Regions from separate parts of the Mus musculus genome. Here regions 1, 2, 3 and 4 are each linked to region 5. Evidence: chromatin contacts called from public promoter capture Hi-C data. All regions are on one chromosome and are shown on one strand. The core of a region is the stretch at or near the end of the contact, and the rest is flanking DNA. Distances in the headings are between cores, read along the strand shown. Region 1 holds the start of Zfp185 (zinc finger protein 185). Region 2 holds the start of Prkx (protein kinase, X-linked). Region 3 holds the start of F8a (factor 8-associated gene A). Region 4 holds the start of Nsdhl (NAD(P) dependent steroid dehydrogenase-like). Region 5 holds the start of Fundc2 (FUN14 domain containing 2).

Region 1 (2,700 bases), core at 109-2,608, 2.4 Mb after region 5:
AGTGAGTGGGCTGAAGGCGATGGACAGCACATTCTCGAAAGGCCTCCAGTAAGTTGTACCTGTACCCTGGAGATCTGTTGGCACCCACCCAAACTGGCACTGTTTGTGCAGAAGAGCCAGTTGAGGCCATGGGAAAATAAGAACTTCATAAGCTTCCTACTGCAGCTCTCCAGTTCAGAGCCCCTCACCATTATTCAGGTTTATCAGCCTGTGGAAACCTGCTTCCTGCCCATGACTAGAAATCCAAAGAACCATGAGAGCAAGACAAGACCAAGAGCAGGTGTCACCACCTACCTTAATGTCAAGAGTCAGTACCAATGGCTTGTGGAGAACACAACTCCCAACATACTTTATAGACTCCACAGCCTTGGAGGGGAAGGTGGGCCTGATAGGCTTCTCCTTTTACTCAGTGGAGCTGCCAGGTGCCACAGTACAGAAGGAAGTGGCATGGCCGACAGGAGGATCTGCGTTTCCAACCTTTCTCAGAGGCCAAGCTATCACTAAGCAGTTGCAAAGAGGATGAGGCTATTGGCTCTCCCCTGCTCCCACACAAACAATCCAGTTACAGAGACTGTGCACAGCAGATCCCGCTGATAACACCACAGTGACACTTGATTCGGCGCCTTCTGTCTGAGTATGAGCAGCTCCCTTCCCAGCCCTGAGGTCGCCCAGTGACCAGTACATGTCTATCACAAACCACCATTAAGTCCCTTTGCTCTGGGCTCCAGGCCAGTGAGGGGATTATTGAGTAAGCTTGCCTCTGTACCTCAGTTTCCTCATCTATAAAATGGGCACATTTTACTAAGGATGTGGAATTCTGTGATGCTTGCAACACACCAATTCTAGGCTCACCCTGCCCCATCCCCGCTGGCAGTCTACTAACAATCGGTCTCATCCACAAATGAGTAGGTCAGAGGGACTAGACCAGCCAGAGAGCCACCTGCTTTTGTTGGACACTCTGAGGAACGTTGCCTGTCTCTTCACTCGCGGTGAAAAGCAGAAACCGAGGGCACTGCCTCCCTGACGGGATTCCGAAGAGGGATGCTTGGAGCGAGTATGAATTATTGGTAGGGAAACTGAGGCCCTGGCTTGTGTCCAGGAGGACACGAACTGGGTGCTCCTTGTAGCCTCCCGGTGGTCGAGCCACTTCTTTAGGACGGCGACTCAACAACCCTACCTGGTACAGGTGCCCGGCTTGTGTGACGGGCAGAGGGTCGGACAGGCGTGGTGCGCGGGCTCCCTCGGGTGGGCAGCACTGAACCCAGCCGGGCCGCGTCAGCGGGCGCGGGAAGCGGTACGCAGTGGGAAGCGCGCGGGGCAACGAAGAGGCACGGACTGGGCTCCGCCCGCCCGAGAACAAACAGGTTTTCTCCGGCTGCTGGGAGCCTCGCCCCTCGCCCCTCCCCTCGGCCGGCCCCCTTCCTCTGCCCTCTCCTGGGGTAGGTAGATGCGCCTGGCACATTCCGCACATTCTCCAGCCGGTGTCCTCGGTCCTCCCACCCCTTCCCTGCTCCGCCCAATGGAGCTGCTGGAGAAATCAAGGCTGGGGCTCCCCTCACCCAGCTCAGAGCGAGCTCCAAAAAGTTTTGCCGCTATGGAAAACTTCCAGGCTAATTCCTCTGGGCTCCCAGCCCTGGGGCCAGGAGGACTCCACCACATGAAGGGCCCTCGCTGACTAGTGGCGTCCCTGCCTGCGCCCGGCGAGATCTGGCCAGGCTCTGGGCCAACGACTTCCACAGATGCTGGCGGGTCAGTTCTGTCGAGAACTACTGTGCCTAGATCCATTTTACAGATGGAGATCCCAGACAGGGGCGGGGAAAGGACCAGGCTTGGGGGCAGGGGGGTGCGGACTGATGGCTGAGATCATGCAGGAAGTCAGGCATAGGAGAAAAAAGTGAGCAAGAAACTTCTGTCTGGCGCCTGGGAAAACTTGTACCCTGGAAGGTCATTTTTGGAGCCGGCAGGTAGGCAAAACAGGACTACCTCTCAGGGCATGTCGGAAGACACACACATTCGGTTTAATAAATGACATTCATTCACAGTTTTTGGATATGTAATGTGTGAAAGGCACGAAGTGTGAGAATGTAGTAGGGGTGTCGAACATCCAACAAAGGCTCCTAACCCTCACTGTGAGGTCAGAGAAGTCCTTTCAATAGAGGAGAGAGTTAAGCCAGTGTGCACAAAAAATGATCAAAATGATAGACTACAAAAGAAAGAAAAAGAAAAGATAAAAGGAAGGAAGGAAGGAAGAAAGAAAGAAAGAAAGAAGGAAAGAAAGAAAGAAAAAAAGGAAGGAAGGAAGGAAGGAAGAAGAAAGGAAAGGAAAGAAAAGAAAAAAAAGGAAAAAAGAAAGATTAAAGTCCTGTTGCCAATTTTACAGCAGTGGCCCTCAAATCTACTCACTGTCGTGTTTTCCTGTGACTTATCGCCCTTCCCATTTCAGCCATCACACAGTATGCATGCAGCTTCACTGGGTATATGACCAGATGCTAGCTGCTTAGAGCGCTTTCCTACAGCTTCTGGTTGTTGTTGGAATGAAAGCAGATGCTTTTAGAAGGCCTAATGTTTGACTGTGTTCAACCTCTGTCTGTAAGACCAGCCACCCCAGCACTCCACTGTAATCTCCCCGGCTTCCCCATGTCTTCTGACTACTTCTGTGCCCTCATACCTCAGACCTTTGTTCCTGCACTCATACTCTCT
Region 2 (2,700 bases), core at 153-2,652, 2.4 Mb before region 5:
GCCAGAGACTACATTTGGGTACTTGGGTTCCAAGTGTACCCTAAGCCTTTCTCAGGGTGAGCTTTTAAAACAGAAACTATGTTCTAGGTTGACATGTTTTAACAAGAACAATTAGCCAGAAGTGGAACTACAGAAACCAAAATGCAAGCTTAGTAGATTTAGAAACTTTCCCAGAACTAAGGGCTTTGATGGACTAGTCTTTTAGTTTTGGTAGGTGGCGCTGTCTTCATTTTGAGTGTTATAACCTGAATGATACTTCCATCATGGAGTCAGCTGTATAAAGTCTGGGGGTCTACTAAGGTCTGGGATCAGGCTACAGTTTTGTCATAGTGTAACCAAACTCAAAATAATAGCAGGCTCTGTGCATTCTGACTAGTGGAGTATCAGGTCCTAGCATGTGTTTATTGAATGAGAAAATGTTCTCAATGTGAAACAATAAAAAAAAATAATAATAAATAAAGCAGCCAGCAGACTTTCTTGTTGCCAAGGTCAGTGTACTTGCCACCTACGGGCATCATCGGGGCAACTGGTTCCGAATGGATGGTCCCCACTTCATTCCTGACTTGGGGCCCTATTGGCCCTGTGTCTTCTAGGACCCAGTGCCTCAAAGCTAGGAGCGGTGCAGTGCAGTGAGCATGCACTGAGCAGCCGGGAGACCACATTCTTTGCATTCCAGGCTCAGGGAAACACCGCCCTCACCTTGCAGGTGGTGGCTGCGGTCTGTGAAGCACCCAGTTCTCAGCACTGCCTACGAGCCCAGGCCTGTTTGAAGCCGCATAACAAGTCCCTGGAAACCCGGTCTACTCAGGAGCCCCAGGGCTCAGGATCAGCAGGTGCTGCAGGGCCACTGAGAGCCCGGGCTTTCGGGAGGGCGGCACTCGGGGACTACAGAACACCAGGAGTTCAATCCCCTGAGATTAAGGAGAAACCGAGAAACCCTGCCCAACCCGGACTCCTTCTGGTGCCTTTACCCACTGCTAAGGCTCTGCTGGTAAATATCCAAGCAGCAGCCGGAAGTTCCTGCACCTCTTCCTTCCCGCTTCCTGCCAAGGGGGAGGAACCAGGCATGCGGTGTGTGTGTGTGTGTGTGTGTGTGTGTGTGTGTGTGTGTGTGTGTGTGTGAGAGAGAGAGAGAGAGAGAGAGAGAGAGACCCATGGTGTGCGTGCGTGTGTGTGTGTCAAGCTGGACCCCGTGGCCCCAGTGCAGCCCCCTCCATTACTTTTACTTTGGTGCAGGTACATCCCATGGGCGTGGGCCCCGCGGGTGAGTAACAATAGGCAGGGTTGGGCCAACGCCGGGCTCCTCCCCGTCGGTTACGCAACAAGGCGGAGCGAGATGAAGGCTCTTCCCCCTCGCGTCATCCAGACACCCCACTCCCCCGCCGTCACAAGCCGGTCGCCGCCCAGCCGGCTTCCGCCGGGAATGAAGAGGGTTGCGGTTGGCTCCGGTCCCGCGGACCCCACGCGCGTCCGTGGAGCCCTCGGGCGACTTCCATGAGCCCCTCCCATCGCTCTGAGACCCGCTGAGTTTGCTTCCATTGTCCTCTCGGCCGCGGGCTCCGGAACACCCGTGCGAGCCCACTGCTGATGCACAGACTGCCATTGCGCCGCTGTCACACCGTGCGTCCCCCGCCCCATGGAGCCGCCCGCTGGTGCCGCGGCGACCGTAAAAGATCCAGACCATGACCCCGTGAAGACCAAGGTCTCGGCGCCCGCCGCGGACCCCAAACCCAGGACATCGTCACAGAAGGCGGGGCACTCGTTACAAGATTGGGACACCATAGCCACCGTGGGTGAGTGAGAACTGAGTAAGAACTTATGTGTGGGGACGCGGCTTGGGAGCGACCCTCAGATTTCTGTCTCCCACACTCTCATTACTGGGCCTCCGGAAACGGGGCAGCCCCACGTCACAGAGCTTTCAGGAGGGTGACTTCACCTTAGGGACTCGGAGGCTCCCTACTGGGGTGCTAGCCACCCTTGGGACACCACGCCCGGCCTCCCTGGCGCTTGCGCACCCGCTCATGCCCAGGATTTCTCGGGATCGCATCCAGCCTCCGCACTGTAGACCCCTGGCGGGACTCGAAGGGACGCGTGACCCCCAAGGGACCCTTCGGGGACGTTTTCCCAGCATCTATTGTGTGCCTGGGTCTCGTTTTTTCTTTAGTGGCTCAAACTTGGTACCCTCGTGACCCCGAAAGTTGCTAGGGAAGCCGGTAGATCCCCAAACGTGCCGGAGTACTGGGGAGGGAGGCTAGGATCTTGCGAATCATGGGCGCCAGCTTCTCAAGTCTGAAGCCCAGGAGTCCCGGGCTTCTCAGCAAACTTGGTCACTAGGACAGTTGTGCCTGGTGTGTTGATGATTAGGAAAGTGTTCCGGGAGGATGGAGGAAGGACAGAGGGAGGGATTGGCGTCCTCCGATCAGCTGTGAGCAGAGATTCTAGAGGCTTCTGTGTTCACCCTGGTGTGGAAGTCAAGTCAGGGTTCAGGACCAGGATGAGGGGCAATAAACACTTTCTCAGCTGAGCAGGTGAGATGTTAAAAAAAAAATGTGTGTGGGTAAAAGGGCTTGCAAGTTTGATCCTGGTTCCCTCTTGGAGGCTGGCTGACACTCGCTGCATCTTGGCTTTTGATTGACTTTTGAGGGAAACTGAGCTGCTTGAATGAATGTCGTTTATTTATGTATCATGTTGTATTCTAGG
Region 3 (2,700 bases), core at 153-2,652, 2.2 Mb after region 5:
AAGAAAGATTACTCCGTAGAATCTCCTCCAGCCTTAAGGATGAAGTTTTCTCATTCGAGGCAATAATGGATGGAATTGGAGGGCACTAATTTAAGTAACTTGCTAGGCACACAAAGCCAAATTAACATGGCAGCAATAGAAATGAAAAGAAAAACAAGACAAAAACAGACAAAAAAAACAGAAGCTAGATCACATGTTTCATCACCTGTCCCCAAAGATAAAACAAGTTGGTAAGAAGGTGACTTATCAGACACCCTGTCCAGAGGGAGAGATGGTTTCCTGCAGAACGAGGTGGAGGAGGTGGTTCTGCTCAGCGGTTAGCAGTGGCCACATCTCCACCTGCAGCTTCTTGATGCCTTCAGTGTCCTTTTCTTGGGCAGCCATGACCAGAGACTGCAATAACAGAAACAGCTCCTCAGGAAGCTGGCCGCTGGTATCCTGGCCATGGCCATCGAAAGCCTCCCAGGAGTACTTCTCCAGGGTCTGGGCATGCTCGGGCAGCAGCTTGGCAGGTGGTGGTTGCAGGAGCAGCAGCAGCAGTACACGGGACACCTCACACCTGACTAGGACGTCAGCAAAGGCACCGAGTGTGCCAGGTGAAGGCGCAACAGAGCCTGGGGCGTGGTCCGGGGGCTGCGGGAGGGGCAAGGTCGAGCCCAAGACAGGTCTCGGCTGGGGTCCCGACAGGGGTGGCTGGGGCCCAGAAGGCGGCTGCGGCAGCAGCTCGAGTTGCTGTACCGGGTGGCCCCCATGCTCCCGTGCCAGGCGTTGCATGCGTGTAAATAGCGCCAGGGCGCCTGTGTAGTCGCGCGCCAACAGCTGGCAGGAGGCAGCATCACCAAGCGCTTGCAGTGCGGCCAGTGGCATCAGGGGCAGGTGCAGCTGGGCAGCCCGCTGAAAGTGACCGGCAGCAGCGGCCGGCTGGCCCACTGCGCGAAGGGCAGCAGCTAGTTCCAGGCACAGTGCAGCAGCGGCGGCAGGCTGGCCGAGCTCGAGGTGCAAGCGCACAGCGGCGCCGAGGGCGCTGGCGGCCGCCTGCAGAGGCTCCCCGTAGGCGGCGGGACAGCCCAAGCGTTGGCGCGCGTCGCACTCCTGCCGCAGGAAAAGTCGGGCCGCCTCTGTGAGGGCCAGCGCTTCCCCGGGCCCATGGAAGAGCGCCTGCTGGCAGCGCGCCACAGCCAGCTGGCACCAGGCAGCATAAGGCAGGCACTCCTGGGCGCGCAGCTCCCGGGCTAGCTGGGCGAACTGCTCCCCGGCCTCGGCCACGTTCGGCTTCCTCAAGAAGCGCTTCTTGAGCTTGTTGGACACCTGCCGATAGCGTGCCAAGAAGTCCCCAGCCTCTGAGCCTGGCCAGGCACCGCCGCCCAAGGAGGACGCAGAGCCCGCAGCCATGTTGACCGGCTAGCCGCGCCGCCTTACTTCCGGTTGAGGGAGGGCTGAGGGGGAACAGCTATGACTAACGCTACGCTGCGCCTAGCCCACAATGGGATCACAATTCATCACCTCCGCTTCCGCCTCAGGCGCCCCAGCGCTCTGCTGTAGCCACAGTGATGTGCAAAGTGCTGTTGAAGGAGGGATATGGAGGACTATAAAAGCCAATCAAGGAAGAAGGGCTGGGTGCCTACCCAAACAGTCCCCGTATGGAATTAAATTCTGCGGGGGTGGGGCTTGAGTGACGCAAATGGAGGGGGCGGGTCCAGTGCCAGTCAAATATGCAAAGGATTTCTCTGCTGCCAGGATTAGCATCGTACCCCTCACTTCCTCAACAAACATGAGACCTGACTGAGCAAGCTAGTACAGGTCCTGCCATGGTGGGAGCCTTTGCTAGTTTACAGCTTATTTACAATCATATACACATTGATATACATATCACCTGCAATCATATACACATTGATTTTGAAAGAGTTTTCATGAAGGATTTTTAGCAGGACATGCACTACCAAAGGCACTTTAAATTAGCTATTGTACATGCATGTGTTTCAATTTATACCAAGTATTTAAAAACAAAGAAGGGATTCCTTTTACTTTATTTTGAACTATCTCAATTAGTCCAAATGATTACCTACCAGAACTTGAACAAAAGGGGGGAGTGTACATTATTAAATTTATATATAAAGGATTATATACTTGCACCTAGTAGAGAATTACGTGCCTGAAAATAATTTGTCAAGATGTACAACAGAAGCTAATTTTCATTTCGCAAATTCTCTTGTCTTCTCCTTAGTTTTTCATGGTGTGATACACTTGGATCCTATCCTCCAAATTCTAAAAAAGCAATCCATTGATCCAAAAGTCAAATGAACTCAGCAAATAAAGGATGTGTTAATTTTCTACTCTTATCGTGAACCAAAAAATAGAATTGTGCATAGCAGACCTATCATTTAAAAGCATCAATGGAGGCCTGAGAGAAAGCTTACTGCTTAAGAGCATTTGTTGCTCTTGCAGAGGACCTGAGTTCATTTCCCAGTAAAACACACAGACACATAAAGAAATAATTTTTAAAAACCATCAATGTCTTGATCAATCTCTCTCTGTCTCTCTCTCCCTCCATCCCTCCTGCCCTCCTGCCCTCCCTCCCTCTGAAAAAAGCCAGTATACCAATTTCTCTCTTAAATGACAACCTATCCCATAGAACAGTGATATATCACATATGTACTTTAGGTTTCAAATGAGTGCATTTATGTATATTGCAAGCAAATG
Region 4 (2,700 bases), core at 46-2,545, 2.5 Mb after region 5:
GGCATCCTGGTTTACATAGTGAGTGCCAGGTCAGCCAGAATTACAGAGTGAGACCCTATCTCAAAACAAAAAAATTATATCTACCTGTGAAATTTTCTCAAAGAATTAATCAAAATACTAAAAAATTTTAAAAAGTTCATGGGACTGGGTAAGGTCAGTGAAGGAATGTATCAGCCGCAAAAATAGTGCCCTGGGTGAGAGTGAGCCAGAGGGGGAACAGTGTGGGTGTGATGGGAGAAGGAGGAATTTCATGGCAGGCTTTGCAGATTATGGTGAGAACTCCAGCTCATACTGCTGAGGAAGGGCTGAGGAGGAACAGAGAAAACAGAGGACAATTCAAGGACGGAACTGTGAGAACTCAGAGGCTGGATATGGGGGATTGTTGCTGCAGTGAACAAAGGAGCCAAACAAGACACAAAAGTTTTGAAGCCGGTTCCTGGCTTAAAGGAAAGAGGGCAAAGGGCCTATATTACATTTATGGGGAGCTGTTAAGTCTCAGGCCTTTCTCAGTTTGAGAGACTGATACTGTGCCCTTAAAGTCCCTAAACTGATTTTCTTTGCTTTGAGGGACGTAGAACATAGAATCTGTGTTCGACCCTGGGCCTTCATTACTCCTGGCACAGCTCCAGGTAGCCCCAACCCGTTGTGCACTTTGCCCTTTAATTCTCTTTACATTCCATACTTCCAAAACTCCTGTGGCTTTGCTTTCAAGGGAGTCTCATTCAGGAATGCTCCTTCCCATGTGACTTGAGTGTCTGTACGTCTAACAGGACACATTTTGATGAGTTTTGAAGATCTAAAAGTCCCCAGCCCATTCCCCTGAGAGCTAAAGTGACTCTTGTAGAGCTAATGTAAAGACAAAGCCTCATGTGGATTGGGTTTCTAAGCCCCAGCCCTGTGAACCACTGACACAATACTCAGCATGCCCACTCCAGTTTCGAGGTCTCAGCTTCTCCTGGCACAGTCACCCCTCCAAACCATTTGGTCATATCTTGCTGGCCCCTCAGATGTTCTGTGTCCCCCAACTCGGTTTTAAAATGGGTCCCACCCATTCCCTCCTACTTCCTCCAGGCTCTGTCACCCACACGCAGCAGCCTCTAAGGGCAAGCCCGCAACTCTTACCCGGTTTAGACACTCAAATGATCGACCTCAGCTTGCAGACAACCGGCAACCAGAGAAGTCTGGCTGAACACCCGCCACCCTTTTCTACTGATAGATATGAGCCCACAATCAGCAGAGCTTCCTTCATAATGTTGATTGGTCTAGCTTGGCTCTGGCGCAACCAATTGACGCTCACAGCATGATTTTGCCCAATGAGGCTAGTCTTTGGCTGCCGACGCACCGCCCTCTTGCTCTTGGGCGAGTTTTGCCAGGTTAGCCCCACCTCTTCGTTCCCAAACCAATGGGAAGCGGGCTGTGCGCGCGTGGAGCAGTGGGAACGCCGCTGAGGCTGCGAGTACGCCGTTGCCTTAACAACCGGTGGCAGAGTCCGTTGGGTGATGGTAAGTGCTAGGGATTCGGTGGACCCCACGCGGCGTCCCCGGTCCTTTCCTAGGCCTCGGTGCAGCCTTGCTACCTTTCTTGCACGGTTCTTGGCGTTGACGCACTAGTTCTTCCTTGGAGCTGTGTGCCGGAAGGGTAGAAGAGAAAGTACAGCCGCCAGCAGCTTGCCTTGCCTGCTCTTTCCCACTACCCCCTCCTCGCCCAAGTCACCTTCAGCCACCCCCGCACAAACTGCCTCTGGACCTCCGCTGGCTTTCAGGAAACAGCAGGGTGACCATTCTATTGCTTCCCTTAGACTTCCGCCTCAGTCAAACTCAGGCCTCCTGGCCGCGGCCACCCAGTTAAAGTTTATGCATTGGTGCTAAGAGGTTTACTGTGTTCTGATGGTCGCAAACGCTTTCAGGAGAGGCTGTGAGAAAGCACGCAGGTGCAAATGGTTTGATTTTTATCACTTTGTACCGGCATAATTTTTATCTTAGTAAGTTTACATTTAGCCAAATTTAGGCATAAGTAATTGGAGGAGCAGAGTTCTTGGGAACTGGCACCACAAGTAGATGTTTTAAGTACATTTCTAAAACCGAGAGTACGGAAATCATATACAGTTGATCATCCATAACTGTAATTGGTTTCTCAAAGAGCTTTTGATGATGCTTTTTTAGATTTAAAAATGACTGAAATTGAATCTCCTAAAGTGACACATGGATTAATGGTACAATTGCATGAACTTTCTGTAGTATAAACTTTAAGACAGTGGAGGTCAGAGTTATGTCTTCTCATGAAGGCTATGTTAACACTAGAAATTCATATTCATATATTCACTTGCTCTATGTTGATCTATACAAGAACAAGGAGGAAAATGGTAATATACTATTTTAAAACAAAAACTCTCTTCTATTTGGTGGCTCCCCAATGAAATATAGTTGAATTTAGTCATATGAGACATCACATTAAGACAAATTTACAGTTATATTAGAAAATAACCTCATTATTGCCAATTTCTTTTTTTATAACTTAGTAAAAACTGACATATATAAATTGAAATAGTTTTAAGTTGAGAGAAAGTTTTTTCTTCACAGAGGTTTGTGCTATTTGTCATTTAGAGTTGGGGTTAATTTTATTTTAGTTTTTACACTTATTATTCCTTGGTGGAGAAGCACATTTTAGCCTGAGTGTGGCGGTCAGAGAATAATTTGGAAG
Region 5 (2,700 bases), core at 148-2,647:
ATGCCAGGACCAGGAAGAGAGAGTGGGTGGGTTGGTGAGCAGGGGAAGGGGGGATGGGATAGGGGGTTTTCAGAGGGGAAACCAGGAAAGGGGATAACATTTTAAATGTAAATAAAGAAAATATCTAATAAAAAAAAAAAGAAGAAGAAAAAGCCAGGCAGTGGTGGTGCATGCCCGGCAGAGGCAGGCGGATTTCTTAGTTTGAGGCCAGCCTGGTCTATAGATTGAGTTCCAGGACAGACAGGGCTACACAAAGAAACCCTGTCTCAAAAAACAGAGAGAGAGAGAGAGAGAGAGAGAGAGAGAGAGAGAGAGAGAGGATGTTGAATTGACCTAAGTATACACAAAATTAGTTGAATAAGAAGTATAGAAATACATTTACATATACTATTATATCATTTTCCTATCAAGGTACTCAGGTAACTCCACAGTACAAAGCAAGTCCTTTCAATAGTGTTAGAAGCACTAGATATTCATATATATATATTTAAAAACCATATACAATACATTCAACGTATGGCTCTAGTCAAAAGTGGGATTTAGTTGGGTATAGTTCCACGCACTCTAGAGGCTGAAACACAAGGATAGCTGAGTTTGAGGCCAGACTGGACTACACCAAATTATCTGTTGATGGTGGGTGAGATGGGATGGATAACAATTAGAGTCCGCTCATTAAACACTGGTAAACAACATTTACAAGCCTTGTCTATAGGCCCAGGAAAACAACGATAATTATTGTAAGCACTACAATTATGTAAGACAAGATTTCTCAGAAATTTCTAGGTATTCTGCTCAGCAATTGCATCAAGTGTAATGACTGTGAGCTTAATGAATTGACTGACTTAACGTAACTAAAGAAAAGAAAAGAAAACGGACAAAAAGAAAGAAAAAAAGTGCTCCACTGGGATTTTATTTTGAGTGGGCCGACTATATCTCCTACTGTTTTCAAAACAATCAATTAGGAAAGTACCAATGAAAATGAGGACTGTAGGTGTTTGAGAGGCAGTAAGAGACAAAAACACTCCTGTCAGGGAGCCAGATCGCTTCTGAGAACAGTAACTGGATCTCCCTAGGGACACCTCGGTAGGGGCGGCACTGAAAGGCTAGAAGAGCTAGGCAGAGATAACATCCCTGGGTAACTCAAAAGCCAGCTTAAGTATGACCTTGGCCAGATCCCAGAACACCCGCCAGAAAAGTCTCCGCGCTGCCCTATCCAGGTGCTATTGAAGCTCCCTGGGGAGGGAGGAACCCAGCAAGCGACTCAGCATGCAACCAGCAGTACTTCACTCTAAGCGACAAAGGTGATTCCACCCCTGGCCCTTGCGCGCGTGCTCCCGCCTTTACCTTGACTGTTAGCGGCCATTTCGGGGGCGCGGGGGGGGGGGGGACCCTAGTATCGCGATGACACAGCTTCAGACCACGAGACCAGGAACAGGCGTTAGTCATCCGCAGCTGGCTTCCGGCAGGGGGTGGGGGGGCAGATATTTCCAGTCCCTTGGCAGTCGGAGACAGCGGGGCCTGGTCCCATTAGACATCTTTCCTGTCCTGGAGCAGCTGCTACAACCACCTCAGCTGCAGCCCCACACTTGCGCAGAGGAATGAATGCTTGCTACGTGTGCAGAAAGCTTCTCTGCCTTGGTGGTGACAGAGTTTATCTCACCTTTATTTTTTTTAATTTATTTTAGATTTTGCATATTTATGTAAACAATGAACTTATGTTAATTCTGACATTAATTTCAAGGCTGTTTAAGTTCAGGAAAACACATCTTACACTTTTTAAAAGCATTCCAACCACTTAATAATGTACACTTGTATTATGACTGCTGCTTCTTCCGCTTTAAAGTTTTTTTTTTAACTTTGTGTATATGAGTATTTGCATGTGTTTGAGTACAGCACGTGTACGCAGTACCTGAGGCCAAACAGGACTTCCGATCCCTTGGGACTGGAGAGGGGAGTGATACAAATATCTCAATTAGAATTGAGCACTTTATTGCCTCTTATCCTCTGTACATATACTAGTTGTGAGTCTATTAGAAAAAAGAAGATTCTTAGATGAGGAGTGAAAGATCCCCTATTTTATCGGTATAATAGTAAAAAAAATTGGGAGGAGACAGTTTATTTTTGTGTCCATTTAGGAAAGCAGTTCTTCCCTATGACTTAGGCAGCCATGGGGTTTTGGCTTTCTAACAGGTATCGGTTCTATCCTGTGGAGTGGGCCTTAAATACAAACATGAAGTGATTAGTTACTCCTACTATATTTATGCCACTACCATAGCAATGAGGCTATTTTGACATATCAGTCATTATATAGTACCTCACAGGGTTCTTAGATGCTTTGTAAGACTGTCAATAACTTGTCACCCCAAATAGCACACATGTAACCTTCCAGCACTGTGAAATCTTGTCAGTGCCAGCTTGATTTCCCCATGTTTTATGACTCAACTATGTTGTGTCATCAGCAATACGATCTTAACCATGAAGTTCTGTAGATTGCCAAAAAATTGGCAGTACCTTATAATGTTTGGGGGTTTATGGAGCCAACAAACTCCAAAAGAGGTGACCCATTCCTGGCACTGGGCTTTATATTTGTTACCCTGCAGTGTTTAGTAGGGACATTGTCATCCTGATGTAGGGGTAACTCCATTTAAATTCTTATATATGTATACATGTATATTTTATTTAAAAAGCTTCTACAGTAGT

The links. Promoter capture Hi-C pulls out the DNA fragments that hold promoters and counts their contacts.
Region 1: a contact with region 5 is called in a promoter capture Hi-C map of hippocampal neurons, with 5 times the contacts expected there. The contact joins the promoter of Zfp185 here to the promoter of Fundc2 in region 5. A contact is called at or near these places in 2 of 39 promoter capture datasets (hippocampal neurons and pre-B cells).
Region 2: a promoter capture Hi-C map of pre-B cells shows a contact between it and region 5, with 13 times the contacts expected there. The contact joins the promoter of Prkx here to the promoter of Fundc2 in region 5. A contact is called at or near these places in 2 of 39 promoter capture datasets (embryonic stem cells and pre-B cells) and 1 of 115 datasets of contacts at active chromatin or transcription factors (large pre-B cells).
Region 3: a contact with region 5 is called in a promoter capture Hi-C map of pre-B cells, with 8 times the contacts expected there. The contact joins the promoter of F8a here to the promoter of Fundc2 in region 5. A contact is called at or near these places in 4 of 39 promoter capture datasets (the C10 cell line, cranial neural crest, erythroid cells and 1 more).
Region 4: a contact with region 5 is called in a promoter capture Hi-C map of pre-B cells, with 7 times the contacts expected there. The contact joins the promoter of Nsdhl here to the promoter of Fundc2 in region 5. A contact is called at or near these places in 3 of 39 promoter capture datasets (erythroid cells, liver and pre-B cells) and 1 of 9 other capture datasets (adipose tissue).

What each region holds. Positions count from the first base shown.
Region 1 is chrX:72,985,997-72,988,696 of GRCm38.p6, reverse strand. Zfp185 (zinc finger protein 185) reads right to left here and starts at 1,358. Exons shown (of 19, transcript NM_009549.3): 1 at 1,178-1,358.
Region 2 is chrX:77,794,641-77,797,340 of GRCm38.p6, reverse strand. It overlaps Prkx (protein kinase, X-linked), which reads left to right and starts at 1,402. Exons shown (of 9, transcript NM_016979.2): 1 at 1,402-1,793. The coding sequence starts at 1,637.
Region 3 is chrX:73,227,008-73,229,707 of GRCm38.p6, reverse strand. F8a (factor 8-associated gene A) reads right to left here and starts at 1,402. Exons shown (of 1, transcript NM_007978.3): 1 at 1-1,402. The coding sequence starts at 1,392. The coding sequence ends at 247.
Region 4 is chrX:72,917,116-72,919,815 of GRCm38.p6, reverse strand. It overlaps Nsdhl (NAD(P) dependent steroid dehydrogenase-like), which reads right to left and starts at 1,295. Exons shown (of 8, transcript NM_010941.3): 1 at 1,123-1,295. Cetn2 (centrin 2) reads left to right here and starts at 1,472. Exons shown (of 5, transcript NM_019405.6): 1 at 1,472-1,502. The coding sequence starts at 1,500.
Region 5 is chrX:75,381,096-75,383,795 of GRCm38.p6, reverse strand. It overlaps Fundc2 (FUN14 domain containing 2), which reads right to left and starts at 1,397. Exons shown (of 5, transcript NM_026126.4): 1 at 1,345-1,397. The coding sequence starts at 1,363. It also overlaps a transcript of F8 not described here.